3 separate regions of the Mus musculus genome follow, and all the other regions are linked to region 3. The links are chromatin contacts, called in public HiChIP or PLAC-seq maps. All regions are on one chromosome and are shown on one strand. The core of a region is the stretch at or near the end of the contact, and the rest is flanking DNA. Distances in the headings are between cores, read along the strand shown. Region 1 overlaps Rassf3 (Ras association (RalGDS/AF-6) domain family member 3). Region 2 overlaps Gns (glucosamine (N-acetyl)-6-sulfatase). Region 3 holds the start of Xpot (exportin, tRNA (nuclear export receptor for tRNAs)).

What was found. HiChIP or PLAC-seq counts read pairs in DNA pulled down with a chosen protein or histone mark.
Region 1: a FOXA1 HiChIP or PLAC-seq map of pancreatic cancer cells shows a contact between it and region 3. The contact joins the enhancer-like site here to the promoter of Xpot in region 3. A contact is called at or near these places in 4 of 39 promoter capture datasets (the C10 cell line, embryonic stem cells, liver and 1 more), 3 of 484 Hi-C or Micro-C datasets (embryonic stem cells, nephron progenitors and pre-B cells), 5 of 115 datasets of contacts at active chromatin or transcription factors (embryonic stem cells, epiblast stem cells, memory CD8 T cells and 2 more) and 3 of 9 other capture datasets (adipose tissue, liver and pancreatic islet).
Region 2: an H3K27ac HiChIP or PLAC-seq map of extraembryonic endoderm stem cells shows a contact between it and region 3. The contact joins the enhancer-like site here to the promoter of Xpot in region 3. A contact is called at or near these places in 3 of 39 promoter capture datasets (the C10 cell line, liver and macrophages), 4 of 484 Hi-C or Micro-C datasets (the G1E-ER4 cell line and the N1E-115 cell line), 4 of 115 datasets of contacts at active chromatin or transcription factors (bone marrow-derived macrophages, extraembryonic endoderm stem cells, microglia and 1 more) and 3 of 9 other capture datasets (adipose tissue, liver and pancreatic islet).

The regions. Positions count from the first base shown.
Region 1 is chr10:121,419,049-121,421,748 of GRCm38.p6, reverse strand. All of the region lies in intron 1 of Rassf3 (Ras association (RalGDS/AF-6) domain family member 3), which reads left to right. Among named protein-coding and RNA genes, the nearest start is that of Gns, 55 kb to the right of the region's middle. Within about 2 kb of position 1,293, at least 109 of the 459 cell types and tissues checked have an H3K27ac peak or open chromatin away from gene starts, as enhancers often do. A contact at or near this core is called in embryonic stem cells, memory CD8 T cells, pancreatic cancer cells and 2 more, where this site is marked.
Region 2 is chr10:121,384,524-121,387,223 of GRCm38.p6, reverse strand. All of the region lies in intron 9 of Gns (glucosamine (N-acetyl)-6-sulfatase), which reads right to left. Among named protein-coding and RNA genes, the nearest start is that of Gns, 21 kb to the right of the region's middle. Within about 2 kb of position 1,318, at least 26 of the 459 cell types and tissues checked have an H3K27ac peak or open chromatin away from gene starts, as enhancers often do.
Region 3 is chr10:121,624,939-121,627,649 of GRCm38.p6, reverse strand. It overlaps Xpot (exportin, tRNA (nuclear export receptor for tRNAs)), which reads left to right and starts at 1,318. Exons shown (of 25, transcript NM_001081056.2): 1 at 1,318-1,545.

The sequences.
Region 1 (2,700 bases), core at 44-2,543, 210 kb after region 3:
ATCTGGGTTTTTGTGTTGTTGTTGGTTTTGGGTTTGAGTTTTTTCTTCCTCTAACACCCAGGGAAGAAGATCAGTAGCTTGCTTCTCTTTCTTTTTCCTTTTTTAAACTTTAATATTTGTGGGTGTGGTACACTTAAGAATGGACACATGTTTGGAGGGTGGAGGCCTCCCTCCTGTGGATTTTGAGACAGGGTCTCTGTTGGCTGCTGCTGCGAATTGTGAACTAACTGTCTTGCTGTGTTCAGGGACCGTCCTGTCTCTGTCTCTGTCTCCATCTCACTACAGGAGATTGCAGGTGTGTGCTGCTGTGCCCAACTTTCTCTGGGGATTCAAACTCAGGTCTTGATGCTTGCAAGGCAAACAGCTTACCCACCGAGCCATGTCCAGAGACCCTCATTCCACAGAACCCAAGACCTTGGGTGTCTCACACAGCGCTGTACCCATGACCTATATCCCTAGTCCTGCCTTATTATCTTAGAGGACCGTGGTGCCAAGTGAAACAATCAACCGGTATGAGTAGGTGGGGCCAGGGGAGTAAAGCAAGCTTCGCCAGGCTGTCGGCCAGGAGGGGTGGGAAGGCAGCGATCACAACCACCTCTCACAGCTTGAAATCTGGCTTGGCACCAGTGGGCACTAATAAATAATTGTCGAATGATGGCTGGTATTGTGTCCTCTCGTTTGTATAAAGTAGGTATTGTCTTCACACATTTCACAGAGATGAGAAAGCCGGAGCTCAGAGAGGTCCCGTGACTTAGAAGGTGGCAGAGCAGAGCCATGGTTTCAGACCTAAGTATGTGGGACCCATAAGTCAGATTTCTTTACTATGCTAAATCGGAGGTAGTGATGGGCATAGTCATCTCCTTGGGGCCTCCTTTGAAGCTGCTTGTGTTTGCTCTTTATGGTTTGAGCTTTTGGGTTCTTTTGTTTTTGTTGTTGTTGTTGTTGTTGTTTTGTTTTGTTTTTGTTTTTCCAAGATGAGCTTTCTCTGTGTAGCCCTGGCTGTCCTGGAACTTGCTTTGTAAGTCCCAGGCTGACCCCGAACTCACAGATCCACCTGCCTCTGCCTGTGCCACCACAACCCGGCTGTTTGAGCCTTTGTTGTTCAGTGGTTTTGCTTTTAAAATTCTGGTGTAGCTTCAGAGTTAGCCAGGAAAGTATAAGTGACTCCCAGGTCCTCTCAGACTTGTAGGGGGTCCGTCTATCCTTAGAAAGCCTATGAGAAAGAATGCGCCTTGGACGCAGGCTCTCTGTGTCTGTGAGGTAGGTGGGTGTGTCTCTCCTGAGAAAGTTCGCTGTTGAGAAAACAAACAGCCTGGAAGTGGGGCTCCACCCTGGAAGTGAGTCTGACCCAAATTACACTCCTCGGACACGGAGGCTGAAATGCCAGGGGTGGGTTTAGAGTTAGAATTTTGCATAGACGAGCTCTCCTTGTGGCCTCAGACAGAAATGACTTGTACCCTGCCCGACAGATGCTTTGGGGTGTGGTACCAGCCCCTCCCTGGCTGCCAAGGGCAACAGCCATGCATCATTCACAGGCGGCTGCCCCTACCCTTCCCCGCCCTTCCCCTCCTGCCCTGCAGTGAGAATCCTGTTTATAGTCTGCTGTGCCACTGCCTAACCCTGCCTCCAATCTTTGCCATCTTCCTTCCCCACCCCTCTGCTGCCACCCGAGGCGCATCGAGAATGTGCGTGCATTTGGAGGGTTCTCTCCCAGGCTGGCAGACAAGAGTGTCTCGTAAAGGCTTAAGCAGTCTACAAGTTGTCCAAGGTTGTGGTCCTTCTCCAGCTCGGGCGCTATGTGGAGTCTGTCATTCCCCACCCCGCCCCCGCCCCGTCTGTGCGCTCTGTGTCTGCACTATCTGCAGTTGAAGCACCTGTGTTTGCCAGGCTACCCAAGGAACAGGCTCCTTGAGACGGGACAGCTGCAGGGAGCCCTGGGTCTCTTACCCCACCCTCCTCAAGCACTGTATGGTGGGTACATGAGTAGATACCCCACCCCCAGCCCCAACCCCCAGTTTATTATTTTTAAAAACCCAGCTCCGGGCTGTCGCTTTCCTAGGATTTACTGTCCGGTTGATCATTGAATAGCAAAGTGCTCAACCCAGGAGCAGTCCCGTAGGCCCTGAGCTCCAGCCCTCTTGATGCTTTCCAGTCTTGCCTCGGTTTAGTCTCTGAGAAGTAAAGATAGTGATCTATCTGCCTTCCTCCTCTGCCCTCAGGTGTGGGTCATCCTGGGGTCATGGCTCCTTTGATCTTTCTCATAGTGCCAGTGGGCTTCTGGTCCGAGGGGGCCTAAGCCCTGGTCCTTTTCTTTGCTATCCTCTGCCCCCTTCCATTCCTTTCCTTAGGATTCTCGCCCGCGTGACACCCCGGACCTACATGCAATGATGTTTGTGTGCAGCGAGTGGTCTGGGGGCCCTTTGACGTCCTTGATCCCTTACATGGAACCCCGTCCCTCCCGCGTCCTGAGAGAGATCAGCCATCAGATCAGATAATCTCTGCAAACAGCGCTGCGCTCAGATCAGATCAGATCTTTGCAGACAGCGCTGCGCTCAGGTCAGGAGCTCTTCAGAGATGACCTACTCCAGACTGGTCACTTAGCAGGAAGTGAGCAAACAGACTCAGAGGGTGAGCAAGGCCTGAGGCCCAGTGGTAGACCAAAGGACGTCAACAACGGAGCCTGCTGTTGCTGAGATGCTT
Region 2 (2,700 bases), core at 69-2,568, 240 kb after region 3:
GCCTGGCTTACTGATCACCAGCCTCAGAGAGCCTCTGGCTGCTTGTGCTGGAGTCACAGGCTTTTTTCAAGTGCATTCTGAGGAACAAACTCGGGTCCTCACACTTACGTGGCAGCTTAGCCTACAGGGTGAGCCCCAGGCCAGAGAGCCCTTGTCTAAGAAACCGAGCTGAGAAGCCAGGCATGAGGGCTCAGGCCTTTTATCCCAGCACTTGGGAGGCTCTCTGGGGGACAGACACCAGCCTGGTCTACATTGTGAGCTGCAGGACAGTCAGGGCAGGACAGCCAGGGAGACATAGTGAGACCCCGTCTGGCCCCCCAACACCCCCCCCCCCGAAAAAAAACCCAAACCAACCAAACAAACAAAAAAACAAAAACAAAAGACCTCGGTGACCAGCTCCCGAGGAACATTAACTAAGGCTGTCCTCTGGCTCATGTGTTACACACAAAATATGTCTTTGAAATTGGAGAAGACAGCCATTTTAGGCAGCCAAACAGAGATCGAAAAAAAAATATCAAGTAACTGTCATTTTTAATTTAAGACCACATTGGAAGGCCTGTATGACAGACAGGAGCAGAGCATTGTGGGTCGGGGCTCAGGTTTCCGGGTGGCTGGGAGAGCCCTGATACACAACCTGGCTCTGAATCTATTAGTGCCTCTCGGCAGCTGTCGTGGGTTGCCATTCCATGGAGACACTTCAGGAAGCAGCAGTCCTTATGTCACTGAAAGTGTACTGGAGCTGTCTCCAGAGATTACCCAGACACCCCCCTCCCCCCCAGACACGGGTCGGCTTCCTTCTTTCAAGGCCCTGGGGGGGTGCGGGGTGAACCGAGCAGCTTGGTTCACAGTTGGTGTCTGGGTGTGACAAGGAAGAGATCACCATAGGAGAAACACGAGCCCCGAGAGTCCAGGAGGTGTGCGGAGGAGCCTGTGTCATTGGTACTGGGAGTCAAAGCAGGGTACAAGATAAGTTGTATGAGCTAAAGCAGTAAGAGCCCAGAATGGAAATGGTGATTGTTAGTCTCACCAAAACTCTCTTCAAATACCAGCGCTGCAGGATGGGAGACGCTGTTTAATAGCCTTTTGCTCAGTGGCTAAGGCTGACAATTCCAGTACAAATCAAATCACTAAGATGGCTTAAGAACGACAAACATGCAGGGCGATGGCTTCAAAATCTGCCCACATTATGTAAGGAGACTAGAGACCTGATGTAGTTACAGATTGTGAGCAGAAAAGTCAAGTGGGAATTGTCTACCTTGGTCTCACACAGGCTTCTGATAAGCTGTGCAAACAAGGTGAGTCCTCTCAGACACTAAAGCCAACCAAGGAGGGGCTGCGTAAGGCACGGCATACAGCACCCCACAAGGCACCCTAAGCAGGGCTGCTACAAGCAAGTCACAGAACACCCCAGAAGGCTCCAAAGAGTCCATTTGCCAAGAGCTCTGAGCACTTGAGAGGTCCAGCACCAGCAAAGGCTGAGCTGCTGTGGGTGGGTCTGCCTTAGCTTCCGTAGCTAGGAAGGAGCCGGGGTATCACACTTAGGTAGAGATGAAGCGGCTGGAGAGGTGGCTCAATGGCTAAGGGCACTGGCTGATCTTCCAGTGAACCTGAGTTCAGTTCCAAGCACCCATATTGGGTGGCTCACAGGCACCTCTACCTATAGTTCTAGGGCAGTGGCTCTCAAGCTTCCTAATGCTGTGACCTTTCAATACTGTTTGTCAAGTTGTGGTGATCCCCGCCCCCACCATAAAAATATTTCATTGCTACTTCATAACTGTAATTTTGCTGCTGTTATGAATCGTAATGTAAAATATCTGGTATTTAGGATATCTGATATATGACCCAAAGGGGCCATAACCTACAAGTTGAGAACCATTGCAGAGGACTTGATAGCCGTTCTGGCCTCTGTGGGATGAATGAGGAATGGTGGAGGAGAACTCTATCCCCAGGTATCTCACATAAGGAAGCATTGCTTCCTCCCCAATCCAGCCTGGCACCAAAAAGTCGGCTGCAACACTATCACGGCAAGTAAGAATTCCCTCCCCTGACAACTGTCAGGCCTCACTCCTTGTTTGACTTTATAAGGATTTTCCCCTCAGACCCTGTCTCTCCTGAGTATGCAGATGAAGTATCTTCCGATACCCCTGTCCTGGCCAATTGGACAGGCCCCACATGCTTTCCCCAGAGAGCCTGCTTAGAGAGGTGAGGCCTCTGACCTTCCCGCTTGCGTGGCACGAGTCAGCGGCGGAGAAGACGGAACGGTCTGTTCTTCCCGCAGCTGGTGGACACAGTCACTCCGCTTCCTTTCAGTTTCTTTCTGACAGAACATGATGTCCCAGGTGCCATGCTTCTCAGAAGGGCACCACCTACCTACTAATATGGACTTTGCACTCAGATCAAAAGCCAACCTCGGTAAGACACACTTAAGATCTGCTGACCTCCCAGCTGGCCTGTTGAGAAAGTGCCGAGACTTGTAGGACAGGTAGGAAGGCCGTTCTACCTTTCTGGGGACAGTTTAACAGTGAAGCACCAAGAAGCTGAAATAGGAAGCAGGGAAAGGTGGGGAAGGAGGAGTACTGGTGCCCTCCACCAACCACAGACAGCCCAGAGCACCCACTACCCGGATGTCTGGGCCATCTTGCGGCTTTAAATGCAATTATGTGTGTGTTGCTTTTCTCTGGTCTCAGAGCTTAGGTGATG
Region 3 (2,711 bases), core at 69-2,568:
CAGTGAACAGATGTTTGTCCATGTATCCCCAGAGATAGTGTCACTTATGATAAGTCTAACACGTGTATCAAACTTAATTCATGAAATAGTCAGACCTGGTGACAACCTGGAACTCCAGCACTCTGGAATCTGAAGCAAGAGAACAGTGAAGGCCAGCAAGTTTCAGGCTAACCAGAGCTACATAGTGAGCCTCTCTCTGCCTCTAAATAAAATTAACCAAACCTTACCCTCTGAGGCTGGTACTGTCCCACTCTACATAAAATGAGTAAACTGAGATGGACTTTAACACTCATGATGCCAACAATAATGGAGGTGCAGCCTTAGGATTTAGGTAAGGTTGCTGGAGCTTATACTGCGCCCACACAGTAATAATAGCACGGGATCAAAGAAACAAAGCGAACGGAAGCACGGGACTTGTACGTATGTTTTCCCTCTCTCTTTTCTTTTTTTCTTTTTTTGAGACTGTGTTTCTCTCTGTAGTCCTGGCACTCGCTCTGTAGATGTGGCTACCTCTGCCTCCTCAGTGTTGGGATGAATGGTAATCGCCACCATCACCGGGGACTGCTTTCGGTTTTCTTTTTTTCTTTCTATCTTTTTTTGTAGGCAAATTTAGTAATATTTAAACTGGGCGTGGTGGTTCATGCCAGTAATTCCAGAATTTGTAAAGTTTAGGCCAGCTTGGGAAAAATGAGTGAAAACCAGCCTGGGTTATGGAGTGTGATCTTGCCTCAAAAGCAAAACAAGTAAATAAAAATACAGCGGATTTTTTTTTTTTTTAAAGAGTCCTTAAGCGTCTGGACTCTTGACACGTGGAACCGCTGGAAAGGAATTCAGCAACTGACTCAACACGTGGTTTCAACCACGTCCACTTTTCCGATCTCAGGATCTCCGCACTGCCACCTGACCAGACCCTTCTGGAGGGAGTGGAGAGTTACTAATTCACGCCGACGCTCAAAGCAGAGCGCAACGTGGCCGGTCTTCTAAAAGCTTAGAGGACCTCAGTAACCTGTAGCTAGGAGGGCGGTGTGCACTCTCCCAGCATGCACCACAGGCCCGCCGGCCACGCCCCCTGCGAGCTCCAGGGAGCACGTGCGCGGTCCTCCTCTCGGAAGCGTCCCATGCGCTTTGCACGCTGGGAGTTGTAGTCCCCCGGGCCCAGCCTGCTGGCGGCCGTCTGCACTCTACTTCCATGAGGCTGCTGCTAGCGCGGGTCCGCGCGGTACGACGCGGGGGGCGTGCCTCGCGCTGACTCAGCGGCGGCGTTAGCGGGACCCTGCGCAGTTTTCCTTCCAGGGCCGCCGACTCCGCCCGCCGGCTTGCCAACCTGCCCTCCCCGCTCCGCGCCACGCAAGAGAAGGCGCCCGGGGAACGCCGAGCGCCGAGAGGAGCGCGGCCCGGGCCGGCTCCGGCGCTAGCGCTGCGGCTGTATTGGAGGACTACAGCGACAAGGACGTGGGCCGCTCTCCGTGCTCCCTGCGTACGGCCCGCTCCTTGCGGCTGGCCGACCCTCGGGAGTGCAGGCGAGGAAGAGATATTGGAGTGATGGTGACTGGAGGCGTAGGGCGGCGGGCCGGGGACCCTACGTGGCCGGGCGAGCCGGACTTGGGGTTGGGGACGATCGGTGGCGGCCGCGTCCCTAGTGCGTGGCTGCCGGTTGCCGGGTGTTTCATCACCCGAGTGGCCACGAGGCTTCGCTCTGGGAGGGATCCGGGCGAAGGATAGGGGGCGAGGCCGGCCTAGGAGGCTGCCCCCCAACCCCATTTGTGATAGTTTTAGAGTGCGTCCCACCAGTTTGAGCTGTAGGGACCTCAAAGTTGATCCGCTTCCCACCCCGGGACAAATAGGAGAGAAAGTGTTATTTCTGCGTAGTAATTTGCCAGCAGGGACAGCCTTTTCCCCTTTTTGCTTCTTTACAGTCTTGCAGCCACGGAAAAGCTTGATGTTCCCTGTAACCTGAAAAACGAGTACTTTTTGGAAGCCTTAATTAGTTGTTACTGGGGGAAGTTACGTTGTATTAAAGCGACTTGTCAACTTGATGTTAAAAGGCTGGAAAGATTCAGTCGGTCTCAAACAGGCTTAAGTAGGTGTGGAGGAATTTTCCACATTGTTTGATTATTCTTGACTTAATGGCTGAGGGAAAAATTAAGGCTTCCAATTTTACATGTTTTTTTTTCGCTCCCCCCACCCCCACATCCACCTTTGCAGGTAGTATAAGATGTTTACCATATTGTAACAATGTTTAAGCCTGCAAGGCTCTGCATCGGTAGGTCAGAAAGCTAAGCTTCCTTTGCCGGTCTTTATTAGGCAATCGTTACCTTTTAACCCTGTGTTTTATTCACAGATAGGTGGTTTACCATCTCATTTTATTTTGGTTTGATGTTTTTTTCCGATTGTGTAGAGGGCGAAGGTTTGTGAGGGATTCCTCACTATGGAACAAGTTTGCTGAGGATTTTTTTTGTTGGTGTTGAGCATGTGCTCGGCTGGGCCTCTTATTTATCTTTTTTCCTCTTGTCAAGATTAGCGTGAAATGACAAAACGCTTAAGCAGTTTTTTTCCCAAAGCAATGGATAATTTAAAGGAACTCTAGTGGATTTCTCAATCAGGGGTTTACAGACAGTCTTACACCGACTTTTCTCTCTGAGCATTTTTAGCAGGAATACTACTTTACTTTAAGAATGTTTCAAGTTGTGCATCCTGCGTGCCTGTCTCTG